Regions from separate parts of the Mus musculus genome. Here regions 2, 3 and 4 are each linked to region 1. The links are chromatin contacts, called in public HiChIP or PLAC-seq maps. All regions are on one chromosome and are shown on one strand. The core of a region is the stretch at or near the end of the contact, and the rest is flanking DNA. Distances in the headings are between cores, read along the strand shown. Region 1 holds the start of Mars1 (methionine-tRNA synthetase 1). Region 2 holds the start of Nemp1 (nuclear envelope integral membrane protein 1). Region 3 overlaps Lrp1 (low density lipoprotein receptor-related protein 1). Region 4 holds the start of Mettl1 (methyltransferase like 1).

Evidence for each region. HiChIP or PLAC-seq counts read pairs in DNA pulled down with a chosen protein or histone mark.
Region 2: a contact with region 1 is called in a CTCF HiChIP or PLAC-seq map of embryonic stem cells, with 9 read pairs. The contact joins the promoter of Nemp1 here to the promoter of Mars1 in region 1. A contact is called at or near these places in 4 of 39 promoter capture datasets (cranial neural crest, hippocampal neurons, liver and 1 more), 2 of 15 datasets of contacts at CTCF or cohesin (the NIH/3T3 cell line and embryonic stem cells), 3 of 484 Hi-C or Micro-C datasets (B cells, embryonic stem cells and regulatory T cells), 4 of 115 datasets of contacts at active chromatin or transcription factors (effector CD8 T cells, embryonic stem cells and memory CD8 T cells) and 2 of 9 other capture datasets (adipose tissue and liver).
Region 3: a contact with region 1 is called in a FOXA1 HiChIP or PLAC-seq map of pancreatic cancer cells. The contact joins the enhancer-like site here to the promoter of Mars1 in region 1. A contact is called at or near these places in 2 of 39 promoter capture datasets (hippocampal neurons and liver), 2 of 115 datasets of contacts at active chromatin or transcription factors (microglia and pancreatic cancer cells) and 2 of 9 other capture datasets (adipose tissue and pancreatic islet).
Region 4: a contact with region 1 is called in a CTCF HiChIP or PLAC-seq map of CD8 T cells, with 6 read pairs. The contact joins the promoter of Mettl1 here to the promoter of Mars1 in region 1. A contact is called at or near these places in 5 of 39 promoter capture datasets (the C10 cell line, cranial neural crest, embryonic stem cells and 1 more), 1 of 15 datasets of contacts at CTCF or cohesin (CD8 T cells), 1 of 484 Hi-C or Micro-C datasets (embryonic stem cells), 6 of 115 datasets of contacts at active chromatin or transcription factors (the SCID.adh cell line, effector CD8 T cells, embryonic stem cells and 1 more) and 6 of 9 other capture datasets (adipose tissue, embryonic stem cells, embryonic tail and 3 more).

Annotation. Positions count from the first base shown.
Region 1 is chr10:127,310,132-127,313,739 of GRCm38.p6, forward strand. It overlaps Mars1 (methionine-tRNA synthetase 1), which reads right to left and starts at 1,655. Exons shown (of 21, transcript NM_001003913.2): 1 at 1,390-1,655; 2 at 313-403; 3 at 89-167; 4 at 1-7. The coding sequence starts at 1,498. It also overlaps the pseudogene Gm6283.
Region 2 is chr10:127,675,190-127,678,797 of GRCm38.p6, forward strand. Nemp1 (nuclear envelope integral membrane protein 1) reads left to right here and starts at 1,876. Exons shown (of 9, transcript NM_001113211.1): 1 at 1,876-2,038. The coding sequence starts at 1,909. Gm16230 (a long non-coding RNA gene) reads right to left here and starts at 1,570. Exons shown (of 4, transcript XR_872178.1): 1 at 1,482-1,570.
Region 3 is chr10:127,584,410-127,588,017 of GRCm38.p6, forward strand. It overlaps Lrp1 (low density lipoprotein receptor-related protein 1), which reads right to left. Exons shown (of 89, transcript NM_008512.2): 16 at 204-344; 17 at 1-29. Among named protein-coding and RNA genes, the nearest start is that of Gm16217, 10 kb to the right of the region's middle. Within about 2 kb of position 1,937, at least 26 of the 459 cell types and tissues checked have an H3K27ac peak or open chromatin away from gene starts, as enhancers often do. A contact at or near this core is called in microglia and pancreatic cancer cells, where this site is marked.
Region 4 is chr10:127,040,142-127,043,749 of GRCm38.p6, forward strand. It overlaps Mettl1 (methyltransferase like 1), which reads left to right and starts at 1,791. Exons shown (of 6, transcript NM_010792.1): 1 at 1,791-1,929; 2 at 2,919-3,082. The coding sequence starts at 1,838. It overlaps Eef1akmt3 (EEF1A lysine methyltransferase 3), which reads right to left and starts at 1,253. Exons shown (of 3, transcript NM_001205036.1): 1 at 1,077-1,253; 2 at 847-958. The coding sequence starts at 1,253.

The sequences.
Region 1 (3,608 bases), core at 405-2,904:
GAACTGGCTAAAATGCAGGGGAAATGGGTCAGGATGTTCATACAGAGGAAGGACAGGCTGCCCTCACCTCCCTGATACACGGATTCACCTGCAGTTCTGTTGCCTCCCATTCCAGCCACTGGTTGGTGAGATCATCTTGTTCCCAGCCACATAACAGAAAAAAATATCTGCCCAGGGAGAGAAAGTAAGTTGAAGCATCTGTCTAGTTCATGGATGAACCCACAGTAGAACAGTATTTGCAAATAAGGTCACAGAAAGATTAGTGATTCACCCTGATTTGGGCACCTCCCCACACCAAGAACCAATACTGACCGGCAGATTGCACTAGCAGAGAAGAGGTAGTTGCCACTATCCAGCTGCAAGACAGGGACCTTAGGCCGGGTAAGGAATGGTACCACACACTCTGAGACAGAGGAAAATGGGTGAAAATCAGGGGTAAGAAAATAAATGAGGAGGCTGGAGAGATGGCTCGGCTGTTAAAGAGCACTGACTGCCCTTCCGAAGGTCCTGAGTTCAATTTCCAGCAACCACATGGTGGCTCACAACCACCCGTAATGAGATCTGACACCCTCCTCCAGTAAATCTGAAGATAGCTGCAGTGTACTTAGATATAAGGCGGGGCGCAGCCTGAGCAAGCGGGGTTGACCAGAGCAAGCGGGGTTGACAGGAGCCAGCAGAAGTCCTGAATTCAAATTCCCAGCAACCACATGATGGCTCACAACCATCAGTACAGCTACGGTGTACTCATATATACATTAAATAAATAAGTAAATCTTAAAAGAAATGATTTGACGTCACATTGTGTGCTGGAGGCCTGGGTTTTCAATCTACAGTTTCGAAGGTAAGAACACTAACCGGGGAGGGGTGGTGGTGGAATATGCTAGAGGGGCCAGCTAGTGTTCAGTTGAGACTGCCAACTGCAAACAAGAGGTAGAGTCTACAGAGAGGTATAGAATAGTGCTGCAGTCAAGCTGTCAGGGAGGATCTGACCAGACAACTCTTAGAAAGTCACCCAAAAAAGTTGTCTGGGAATACGCAATAAACTTCAAGGACTGAGTGTGCACATGTCTGTACTGAGGTCCTGGAAGGAGAAAGGGGCTTCCCCAAAACGACACGGGAGGTTGGAGGTGATCGCGAGAGTGACCGGGCTGAGAGGGAGTTGCCATGATAGGTGGGTCCTGGAAAACTAACCAGAGGGGAGACTTAAAACGAGGTTTGAAGAGTACAGTGAGGGTAACTAAGGGAACTAACTTCAGAAGGGTTACGGAAACAAAGGTTGGCGTGACTAAAGTTAACGTTGAGTCGATTGGGGAACGGGCACTGGAGCCTGGCAAACAACTGTGAGATGAACACCCCTCACCCGCCGCCCACCGGCAGCCACTCCAGTACCTTCGGGGCCTACGGTGCTGATGAGCAGCTCCGCCCGACCCCGGGCCCTCGCGGCCGCAGCCAGCACGGGCAGGCTCCCCGGGGAACCCTCGCTCACGAACAGTCTCATCGTGCCTCGGAGCCCACGCTGATGCAATCGGAACCGGCCTCCCGCTCCTGGGTTAAGCTGCAAGGCACGTCGGGAAATGGAGTTCTGTGTCGGCCGGACGCTCGCGGTAGGCTCCAGGAAAGCCGACTACTCATCCCATCACGCACCATTACGAAACAGGAAATGGTTACCAACGAGACCCGGAAGTTGACGGTGCGGGCTAGCGTGGCACTCTGGGTCGGCCGGCTCCGAGAGGGTCCTTTGAACTGTTGAAGTCGGCCGCTGTAAAGCGATCCGATGGAGACGACGCGATGGGTGGCATTTTCTGATTCCTTACTGGTCGTTGAAGTGGTATCGCACGCGCCGATTCAAGTTGTTAAGGATCGGAGTTTTTAATTGGTTTGTGTGCGGGTAGTCCGAGAGCGTGGCGATGCATTTAGCTACAAGATTAAAAATCAGTTGGGGAACTGTGAGCAAACTTTAGTGTCAACGTGGAAATTAATGTGGCTGTCCATCAGCCACAAAGGATGTGGCTCGCGAACCTTTATTACTTAGGAATTGGGAATGTAGTTTAGTTAGTAAGCGTTTGCTTAGCATGTGCAAACCGCTGGGTTCACCCCCGGTACACAACACTGTGTGGTGGTGTGTCCACTCCTGTAATCCCAGCGTTGAAGAGGTGGTGATAAAATTATCATAAATTCGACGTTATCCTCTATTGCAAGCCAGCCTAAGCTACTAGGGATCTGTCAGTAAATCAGTGAGGAAGCCTGGAAAGATGGCTCAGCGGAGAACACAGGCCAGGCTGTCCTTTTCCTGGACTCTCCTTTGACCCATTTGCATGGTTGACAGTTGTCTGTAACTTGAGTCCTAGGGGAATCATGCGCCCTCTTCTGGTCTTCATGATTACTGCATGCATGTGGTGCAGAGACCTCCCTGCACTCGAAACCCCTTACAAATAAAAGAAAAAGGAGTTGGGTGTGGTGGGACACTCCCTTAATTCCAGGACTCAGAAGGCGAAGGCAGTTGGATCTCTTTGAGTTCAAAGCTATCCTGGTCTTTATAAACCTAGTCTCAAAAAAAAAAAGTGTGTGGTTTTTGTTTTGTTTTATTTTGTTCTTAATTAAAAATAAGGGGTTTAGAGATAACTCTGGTTCGGGAGCACTTGATGCTCATCCAAGCACACACATGACAGGCAGATCACAACCTTCTGTAACACTAGTGCCTCTTCTGGCCTCCATAGACCTGCCCAAAAATAGTACACTCAACTTGCAGGCAAGACCTTGATACACATTAAAAAAAAACAAAAATAAACCAAGCAAGCCCTGACATAAAAGTGAAAATGCACTAGTCTTCCATTTACATATAGCTAGACAATCACAGCAAAGGGAGATGAGAGTTATGCTACAAAAGGTCAAATTGAGGGGGAAGTGAGAGATTTCGCAACAAAGCCAAATAAACACATGCAAAGGGATATCTTATCTTTAAAAAAAAAAAGTATGAGGCTCTTCTCATACAGTGCCAGCCTCGTCCTGTAGACAGGATGGTGAAGGTCGGTGTGAATGGATTTGGCCGTAATGGGTGCCTGGTTACCAGGGCTGCCTTCTGCTCTGCAGTTGGCAAAGTGGAGATTGCCATCAACAACCCATTTATGGACCTCAACTACATGGTCTACATATTCCAGTATGACTCTACTCATAGCAAGTTCAATGGCATGGTCAAGGCTGAGAAAGGGAAGCTTGTCATCAACGGGAAGCCCATCACTATCTTCTGGGAAGAGATCCCACTAACATCAAATGTGGTGATGCCGGTGCTGAGTATGTTGTGGGGTCTACTGGTGTCTTCACCACCATGGAGAAGGCTGGGGCCCACTTGAAGGGTGGGGCCAAAGGGTCATCATCTCTGCCCCTCTGCTGATGCCCCATGTTTGTGATGGGTGTGACCCACCAGAAATATGACAACTCACGCAAGATTGTCAGCAATGCATCCTGCACCACCAACTGCTTAGCCACCCTGGCCAAGATCATCCATGACAACTTTGGCATCATGGAAGGGCTCATGACCTCGGTCCATGCTATCGCTGCCACTCAGAGACTGTGGATGGCCCCTCTGGAAAGCTGTGGTGTGATGGCCT
Region 2 (3,608 bases), core at 626-3,125, 370 kb after region 1:
TCCCACTACATGGCTTGACATTTGCAGGTCAGGCAGAGAATATGTACAGTACTCACAGAAACCGAAGCAGGACCGAAAGATGGGCAGGGCGGACTGGCAGGGAAGAGGTGACTCACGCTTGCAATCTCAGTTTTGTTTTTCGGGCTTTTTTTTTTCTTCCTGTTCCAAGATCCATATTATATGACATGTGGTTCATCGTGTTTACGTATGCTCCCTTGTCTGGGATAGTTTGTTAGTCTTCCCTTGTTTCACATTAATGTAAGTTTTTGTTTTGAGGTTGGTTTTAGATGTGTAGTGCAAGCTAATCTTATTTGTGATCCTCTGACCTGAGTGTTTTGAATGCTGGAGTTAACAGATATGGACCAACACGCCTCCTGTTAACCTTGACATTAAAAGTTTTTTTTTTTTTTTTTTTTTTTTTTTATCAATCGATCCATTAATTGTGTGGGGGGTATTGTGTGCCACAGAGTCAGTATGGAGGTCCTGTGGGAGCAGAAGTTGGTTTTCTCCTGTCATATGAGTTCTAGGTTTACACAACCGAGCCATCGCAATAAGCCATCTATATGTGTGTATAAATGTGCATATACATGTATACATGTGTCTACACACAAGTGTGTGTATATATATGTGTGTGTGTATGTATGTGTATATATATATGTATATGTATATATATGTGTGTGTGTGTGTGTATATATATGTATGTATATACACACACATACAGGTTCTCACGGTTCAAACTCTATAATCCTGGCTACTCTTCAATTCTCAGCAAGCCTTCATTCTCAACTTCCCAAGTGATGGGATTACAAGCACGCCTTTAATCCCAGCACTTGGGAGGCAGAGGCAGGCAGATTTATGGGTTCAAGGCCATGGTCTACAGAGTGAGTTCCAGGACAGTCAGGGATACACAGAGAAACCCTGTCTCAAAAAACCAAAAAAAAAAAAAAAAAAAAAAAAAAAAGGTGCTTCAATTTTCAATTTCTGTAAGTGCTACACACACAGTGCCTGGACTGCAAGTACTGGGAGGCACCTAAGCCACAGAAAGAACTTAGATTTGAGCTCAGAACCTACTTTGTGTTTTTTCTCTCTCTCTTAGCCTTGGCTTTTTTTTTTTTTTTTCCCAAATGGAGAGGATAAGCTGTCTTAATTATCACTTGTTTCGTTTCAAAACCAGAAATGCTCGGGACTTGTAGTTTATTCCTGTGGCGTTGGTGATTGAAACGAGGGCCTTGTGCACAGTTTAGCTACATCTTCAGTCAAAAAAGGAAACCGAAGCCAAATTAATACTTTTTTTTGGTGTTTTGTTTTCTGTTTGTTTTTTTCTTGCAGTGCTGGGGATCGAAGTCAGAGTTTCTATCTCAGCTCTATCTCTACATTTTCAAACGTTGTTTATGCCTGCAAAACCTTGACAACGCACAATAATCCTGTACTTATTGCTGAAATATTTCAGAACTTTGGAGACAGGCTGGCAATCATTTTACCTTAAAAAACGGTCACGGGAGAACCTTACTCGTGAAGAGTTGCCACTGGCTAGCATGTCATAAAAGGGCCGAGGAAGAAAGGAAAGAAAAACTAGAAGAGACGTTTCGATGGAAACACGCAGTCCAGGAGGCCTCCTCTCATTCTGATTTCCTATTGGGTAAGCTTTCCATCAATCTCATTTGTAAATAAACCGCGGACGGAAGCAGATTGCGGGGAAAGGGCGGGCTCTTCCTGTCGTCACTGCCAGGATTGGCGTTGCTAGGAGGTGTGGCTCCTAGGGGCGCGGGAGGGCGGAGCGCGCGAGGCCCCGCCTGCTCCACGGGTGGGGGTGGGGGCGGGTCTCGCAGCCGATTGGCTGCCGGCGCTGCCCGTTCGGAGACAGTTGCTGAGGAGGGGCACGCGAGGAGGAGGCGGTGTGAGGCATCCATGGCGGGAGGAATCAAAGTGTCGGTGTGGTCGGCGGTTGGTCCAGGGCCCCGGTGCTGGGGGGCCGGGGGCGGCGGCGGCGCCACATGGCTGCTCTTGGTCGTCGCCGGCTGCGTGGTCTGCGGCTCAGGTACCACCCGGGCAGCGGCTGCCCAGGGGTCGGGCGCGAGGGCGTTAAATGTGGAAAAGTGGTTTCTTATCCCGAGGGTGCGGCCCGTTACTCGGAGCAGCTCGGGACGCTGAGTGAGACGCTCCAGGGACGGTCCGCACTGACGGGTCCCGGGCCGCCCTCCGGACAGCTCGGGTCGGGCGGAGGCCTGAGCCTTCCCCAGGAAGGGAGGCCTGGGCTGGTTGACACCCTTTAGGGGGGAAACCACGGAGGGGCTCCGAGGTGCTGCTAGGTCTCTTGAATTTCTGAGTTAAAACGGATTTCTGGGTTTCGCCCTGAAATAGGTCAGGAGAAAGCAAACGCCCCACTCATTCAGTTTACTAAAAACACCCCAGGGATGGATCTGTCTCGGTACAGTGGAATAGAGTTCACCTGAATGTTTTTCAAGACAGGGTCTCTCAGGGTAGCCCCTGGCTGTTCTGGAACTCACACCTTAGACCGGGCCGGCCTGGAGTTGAGAGACCCACCTGCCTCTGCCTCCTGTGTGCTGGGATTAAAGGTGTGTGCCACCACTGGCCTCCTGTTAAGATCCTCCTCCCAAATAGCTCCGGAGAACACACCTGGAGTCATTATACTCCAGTTGCCCAGGAAAGATAAGAGGCCATCCGCTTAAGCGGGACGTAGTTCCTAAGTTTATTCATTCTTTCAAGCACATTCATTTTGTACTTTCTGCTGGACAGTCAACTCCGGACTAGGTAAGAAACTTATTTTGTGATCCCGACCAGAAAAAAAAAAAATTAAAAGTTGATAAGAAATCGTGTTTTCCCTCCCTTGTTAAATAGTGGCCGGGAAAATAAGTGATGTTTGCCAACATCCACTGGAGGGAGTAGCAACTCCAGAGAATAAAGACAGCCAAGGCGTGTAAGCACACATCCACTCTCATACTGCCCCCTTCCGTTCCTGCCTGCCTGTCACTTGCTCTCACTTGTGGCTTTAAGATCAACACCCATAAATATATTGTTCAAGAGGGACTGGAGACTTCTTTTGGGAAGAGAGTATATGTCCAGGAAAGATTCTTTTCCGGATCAGGGCCTAAAAGCCTAGAACAGGATTTGGAAGGACTGTCACCTGAATAAACTGTCAAAATGGGGCCTCGGGGTGTGAGGACATAAGGAGATACTAAGCACAGTCAGCAGTTCCTTTGAGATTTCCTTTACAGGACACTGGGGATTGAAACGGAAAGCAAAAAGCCAGGCATAGTGGCTCAGAACTTTACTCCCAGCACTTGGGAGGCCAAGGGAGACAGATCTCTCCAGTTCGAAGATAGCCTGGTTGGTCTACGTAGTGAGTTCCAGGACAACCGGAGCTACCTACACCTGGAAACAAATAAGCAAATAATAAAATAACTTAAAAAAAAAAAGTGCCGGGCGTGATCGTGCACGCCTTTAATCCCAGCACTTGGGAGGCAGAGGCAGACAAATCTCTGAGTTCAAGGCCAGCCTGGATTACAGAGTGAGTTCCAGGACAGCCAGGGCTACACAGAGAAACCCTGTCTGGAAAAACCAACCAACCAACAACAACAAAAGTAACC
Region 3 (3,608 bases), core at 687-3,186, 270 kb after region 1:
GAATCGGTCCGAGGGACAGGTGTGTTGATCTGGGGTTTGGGGGAGAGGTCAGGGGTCAGTGAGAACCGACTCTCTGTTCTCACGGACACATATGCAGAGTCCCACTGCCCTGTGCAGGCGCACATCCAGTGTCCCACTACTGGGCAGTGGCACACATCCAGGGTCCCACTGCCCGGCCACCCAGGATGGGAACAGTGACTCACGGCACAGTGCTGGGGCCTCATCGCTGTTGTCCAGACAGTCGTTGTCTCCGTCACACTTCCAGCGCTCCTGGATGCAGCGGTTGTTGGCACAGGCAAACTCGCCCGGCTGGCACTGGGGTGGGGGCACGTAGGATGGGTTCGCTGTGGGCACCACAGGAGTGTGAGGGGTAAGGTCAGACCCAGGCCACGGGACAGGCGCTAAAACCCCTGTACTTCTCTTCTGATTTACTGTTTTCTCCGTGAGCAGATTATTCGGTTCAATACGGTAAGGGGGACTACACCCTGCCCTGGCAATGTCTGTATCTCCCTGTGGTCTGAGAGTAAAATAGTTCTACAGGTCACAGAGATGTGCTTGGTCCACTGCTGACTCTGAACGGCCCCTAGGTGTCATCTCAGGAGCCCCCAAGATCCTGTCCTGGACTTGGTCTTTCACAAAGCCATTGACTCCACCTGGTAAGTAAACACAGATCCCCAGATCTCTGCATGCTCCACTCTTCCCATCCCCAGCTGCAGTGGTACCTCTCCATCACTGTCTGCCTTAGCATCTAAGCAGACCTTTGGTGTAGTCACCTGAGCTTTGCATTCGCTTTTCTCACCCAGTTTCTAAAACCTCTGCAGGGTCCCATGGGTCACCAACGCTCTCTCCTCTACTCCGTGGACCACAGGGCCTTGAAGGTGGTATGTGTGCTCCTTGTTCCGCACAGCCGCTTCTTAGCTGTTTTTCCCTTCCTTTCTAGAAACCAGTGCTGACCTGCTCAGGCTGCTTCATCAAGACTAAGGATGCTCTGCTCCTGGTCCACTGCCACCTTCTCTACAACCAGTCCTGGCTCTGTTTGTTTGTTAATTTTTTTTTTTTTTTTTTGTATTTTGAGACAGGGTTTCTCTGTATAGCCCTGGCTGTCCTGGAACTCACTTTGTAGACCAGGCTGGCCTTGAACTCAGAAATTCACCTGCCTCTGCCTCCCAAGTGCTGGAATTAAAGGCGTGTGCCGCCACACCCAGCTGTTTATTTTTATGTATATGAATATACATAGCTGTCTTCAGACACACCAGAAGAGGGCATCAGATCCCATTAAGGATGGTTATGAGCCACCATGTGGTTGCTGGGAATTGAACTCAGGATCACTGGGAGAGCAGTCAGTGCTCTTATCTACCGAGCCATCTCTCCAGCCCCTTGCCTCTATTCTTAATGATGTCAGTGTTCACAAAGACAGTTCCAGTGCCCTGGCCTTTCACACCCTCTGCTTCTCCCAGCCCTCTGTCTTGTTCTCAACAGGACATTGATCTCTACTGAGCCTTTTTTTTTTTTTTCTTTTTTCTCCCTTTTGTATTTCTGTTTTGAGAGCAGATTTCATTATATAGCCCTGACTGGCTTGGAACTCTCTGTGTAGACCAGGTTGGCCTGGAACTCACAAAGATCCACGCACCTCTTCCTATTGAATGCTGAGATTAAAGGTGTAGGCCACCACATCCAGCTACTGATACAGTTCACTCCCAGAACTGTGATAAAAAAGTTTATTCCAGCTATGAGAAAGTGTAAGTATGTGATCAATACAAAAGGGTTAATAAATAAATGGGGTCAGACTTTCATATCGGGATGCCTGTGTTAACTTGGACCTCAGTTTCAACCCTTGTAAATAAAAAAATGCTGTCCCCACAGAGACGTGTTAGAGGACAAGTAAGCTACTACATGGGAAATTCTTAAAACCACACATAATGTATGCTTAGTGAATGTTGGCTGTGGTTATAAAAAAAAAAACCCAAAAACCAACACACATCAGCAGAGAAATGGCTGAGTCAACAATGGAACATTTACTAAACGGTACAGTTTGGCCACTAAAATCGCTGCTTAGCAACGGAAGCAGGGGCCAGAAGAACATGCATGCAGCAATGCCCTTTTATGTAGACATAAATGCACACAGACATATTGGGGAGGAGTCCCCCCTAAAATGGCATCAGGGCCTGGTAGGATGTTTTTCTGCACAGCACATTTATTCATTGTTACAATGAATTGTTACATTGTTACAATGAGTACCTACTTTTTTTTTTTTTTTTTTTTTTTTTTGATTTTTCAAGACAGGGTTTTTCTGTGTAGCCCTGGCTGTCCTGGAACTCACTCTGTAGACCAGGCTGCCCTCGAACTCAGAAATCCGCCTGCCTCTGCCTCCCGAGTGCTGGGATTAAAGGCGTGTGCCACCACGCCCGGCGAGTACCTACTTTTATTTTAACCTTAATTGTGTGTATGGTGCTGGGAATTTGACCTAAGGCCTTACCTGAAGGCCAGCATCCCTAGAACCCTTCTTATGTTTAGGAGATCAAGGCTATTTAAATCATGATCTTAGGGCCTGGAGAGATGGAGAGGCAGTTAGGCACACTGGCTGCATTTCCAGAGGACCCAGATTCCATCCCCAGAACCCACATGGTGGCTCACCACCCTCTGTAACTTTAGTTCCATGGAATCTGGCACCCCCTTTTGCCCACCCACTATGGGCACTGCATACACATGGAACACAGACATACCCGCAGGCAAAATACCCACCAAAAAGTAAAAACTAATCAATAAAATCATGAATGTAAGGAACTGAAGGTGTAGCACGTTGGTGGAGTGATTATCTAGTGTATATGAGGCACTGGGTTGATCCTCAGTACAATAAATAAATAGTAAGGATAAAACAGAGAATACTGTGGCGGGTAAGAGCCGAAAGAGGCAGGAGATTCATGTACACACTGGATGAGGGCTGTGTATAAAACAGAACTACCCACCTAGGGAAGAAAGTACCTCGTGTGACTTACCACATCATATTCATGTTCACTGGTTGGATCAGGGTTTTTATTTCTCCTTATTTCCTTTTTAAATTTTTGGTTTTGAGCTAGAATATCCATGCTGGACTGGAACTTATAATCCCCCTGCTTCAGCCTCCACAGTGCAGGGACTCTAGGCATGTATACCTTACCCGGCTAATTTACAGAATTTTTCCAGTTTTACTTTTGATTTTTTTTTTTTTTTTTTTTTTGACAGGGTCTTATTCTGCAGCTCGGGTTGACCTGGAATTCTCCAGGCAGACCATTCTGGCCTTACGTTCACTGACATCCACCTGCCTCTGCCTCCTGAGTGCTGCTGTTAAGGAGTAGTTCCAGCCTATAGTGTTCTGAAATACTGTTATTTTACTGTAATGATAGCCAAAGCTAAAATGAGTTAAGAATAGTTCCTTTCTTACTCGCTGTCTCGTTCCTCATTCACTTGCCCCATCTTCGTGCCCTCAGAACTACCCCACCCCCAATCCTCCTTTAGCCCCAGAGCCTTCTCTGAACCCTATCCCTTGCTTCCTGTCAGCATCTCAGGGCCCCCTCTTTGCTTCCTTAATCTCTACTGGAAACACAGAGAACTCCCCTGCCCTCTGCCAT
Region 4 (3,608 bases), core at 541-3,040, 270 kb before region 1:
AATACATATTGACTGACTGAAGGAATAAATATAAGAATTAATGTCTGCCTCTGCAAAGACTGCCCTTGATGTGACCCACTTCTGTTCCTACAAATAAGGACATCTGGTTTACACGACTTAGATCACTAGGCAAGAAGCTTTTGTAGGTTTTTGCTCAAAGTGAAGCACAATTTCCCTGACCTTTTCCTTTCCCAGGTCTCAGCTGCTTAATTACCAATTACCACCCATATATATATTCACACTCGGGTCCTTCAAAATTCATAACCTTGCTTCTTCTAGTATTAAAAACCCTAGGCTCTATTGCAGTACGGTAGCACACACCTATAATCCCAGCACTAGGAAAAAGTAAGACAGGAGGACCAGGCAGGAATTCAAGGCTAATCTCTACGTAATGAGTTTTAGGCCAGCCTGGACAACAAGAGAGCCTGTCTCAACCAGACTACAAAACCACACCCACACCCCCTACCCACACACACACACACACCCAAAAAAAAGAAAGGAAAGAAAAAGATATTTAAAAGATCCTAACATAACAAAGCTACAAATCTTTGATGAGGTTCACTGTCCTAGGTCTCTCCTTCAGAAAATCCATGCAAGCATTTTAGCGAAAGAGCATCTCCAGTTTTTTTTTTTTTTCACGGAAAGCCTATCTTATTTGTTTCAGGTACCCTGAAGCCAACTAGCTTGAGTGTTCTGAACACTCGTCAGCGCTGTCTGCCTTGCAGGAGAATAGAGGTTTGTTAAAAGGAAAGAACTGAGCTGAGTTCTACCCACCCCCAGGAATCCACGTCCTCACTTCTCCACACTCCAGCTCCCCTCCTCCCGCCGCAATGCCAGCTCACGCACCCTGCAGCGCCGCCAAGATTCCCACGATGCCCGTCCCCGCGCCCAGTTCGATCACCTTCTTGCCTCGAAAATCCACATTTTGACTCTCGAAATAGTCACACAGGCTCAGAGCCTATGAGGAAGGGAAAAAGAAAGTGGGAAACTGTCAGAACGGTGTCTCCATATGGGAGAGCCGGGGTCCGGGGACTGGACCTCTCAGGGACCCTCACTTAGGGCAGCCCATTCCTCACCGCATCCCACACGCGTGCCGCCACCCCAAGGCGCGACCCAAAGTTCTGCGTGATGCTCAGCTCGTGCCCACAGAAGCAGAACCGGCTGCTCTCTGAGTAAGAGTCTGTGAAGAGCCGGATCTCCCGTGGGAACACGGATTCGGGCTCAGTTTCCGGATCGGTGCGAGAGCTGGCCATCCGGCAGATAGAGTCCCCGAGCACCCCGGCCAGCGCTCGGATCCCCTCTATCGGTGCGGGGTTGAGGCTGGGGACTGCCAGCCATATGGGCTGCTCCCAGGCACCGGGCCCCGCCTCCCCAGTTCGCTCTCCTTCCTCCAGCTGGACTTCCTAGAGATGGATGGGGATGACCCCCGAGCCCGGGTACCTGGCGCACACAGAACAGGACCCACACAACACCATACGGGCCAGACTTGGTTTGAGACCACCCGGAGAGAGAAGAAATGATGCTTGAGTTTACTGTCAGAGGCGGGTCCCTCACATCCCGCTCACCTGTGGGGCGCACAGGTACCTGTGGGCATTTGAGAACCCAGACTAGGCCAGAACGACCCAAGGGAGGATGCGGGGTGCCCGGAGCTGGCCTCCCCAAAGCACGGTTAGCAATAGCAGGGCGCAGGTTTCCCCTCCCACTCCCTTCAGGGTCCTTTCCCTACGGTGCTACAGAATTTGCTCTTCGCTCTTTAAAAGGCGGGGCCCGCTGGCGGTCCGCGGGCTGCGTCATCACCTCGCGCCGCGAGCTCGGCTCTCCACGTGGACTGCGTGGCATGATGGCGGGAGCCGAAGCCCCCCAGCCGCAGAAGCGCTACTACCGGCAGCGCGCCCACTCCAACCCCATGGCAGACCACACACTGCGCTAGTGAGCGGGCCCGGCGGGGTCCGGGAGGGAGGGAAGGCGGTCGCGCAGGGGCCACCGCTAGGACTTGCGATGGAGCGGGGAGGGTTGTCCGGGTGACACGTCAGCTGAGGATGGCTTAGGGAGATTGGGCAGAAGGCGGAGTTGGCCGGCTGGGAGGGGTCGCGGTGTTGGAGACTTAAAGTCTGGGTGGACTTGCCAGCCAGATCTAGGAAGAGGGGGGAAAAACTATTGCCAAAATGAAGCGAAGCAAGTTGTCATTTCCACCTTCCGGTTTTTCTTTTTAATTTGGTTTGGATTTTGGAGACAGGGTTTCTCTGTGTAGCCCTAGTTGTCCTGGCACTCACTTTGTAGATCAGGCTGGCCTCGAACTCACAGAGATACAGCTTCCTCTGCCTCCTGAGGGTGTGCACCACTACACCCGGCTCCGATTTGGGTTTTTTAATTTATAAAAAGATAAACATATATACACACTCCTGGCCACTCCTTGTTCCATCCTCGCCACACAAAATACATAAACAAAGAGGGCTGGAGAGATGCCTCAGTGGTTAAGAGCGCTTGACTGCTCTTCCAGAGGCCCCAGCAATCACATGGTGGCTGGAAACCACTTCTAATGGGATCTGATTGCCTCTCCTGGTGTGCATGAAGACTGAACACTCATACACATAAAATGCAAAATACACGGGTAAATAAAAATTTTAAAATATACATAAACAAAGTAGTGCTCCAGTGCCTTAGGCAGTCAGTCTCTGGGAAAACCTTACACACATCAGTACCCAGAAGAACTTGGCAGATCTGCAGCCATAGCCTCATGATGGGACTGATTCACACCCTAGAAGCCAGGGGACTTCCCATTACACCTTCTACATACCACATGGTCCCTGCATGCAGAGTTTTTTTCTAAGCCTACCACCCCCCCCCCAACTCTTACACAAAATGTCTGCACTGGTATGTACAACAGTCTCATGTGTCTCATGTCTTCTTTCTAATAGCCCTGTGAAGCCAGAGGAAATGGACTGGTCTGAGCTTTACCCAGAGTTCTTTGCTCCGCTTATTCAAAATAAGAGCCATGATGATCCAAAGGATGAGAAAGAAAAGCACTCTGGGGCCCAAGTGGAGTTTGCAGACATAGGCTGTGGCTATGGTGGCTTGTTAGGTAATAAGCTGGCCCTTTTCTTGGGACAGGGAGAGGCCTGGGTTCTGCCATCTCAGCAGGTTAGAGGCAGGATTAGTTGACCTTTCCTCCTGGGACCAGACAGCAGTGACATCAGTGTGGAGAGCCTCCACCTTCCTTCTACTCTGGGTCTGTGGCCTTTGCCCTGGAGGAGGGAGGGGGCTGCCTCAGATGTATCTGAGAACCCCGGTTGTTCTGTCTAGCTCCAGTGGCTCCAGTCCCTCCGTGAGCCATTCCACTGCCTTGTGCTGGGTCAGTGAGCCGGGTCAGCACAAGCGTCAGAGATCAGCTCCAGTGGCCACTGATCCTGAACCGTCTTTCTCGGGGATTCCACCACCTTCCCTCTCCTACCCCTTCTCTCACCAGAACACATTCTGCTCCACCCTCTCATGGTCTGGAGTTCCTGTTACATTTGTTTTCCAGAGCATGCATGTCAAGCCACTGGTCTATGTTCACATCTTCCCTATAGACAGGTAACAGTGTGTCAGAGCGGTGGAGCGTGGTGTGT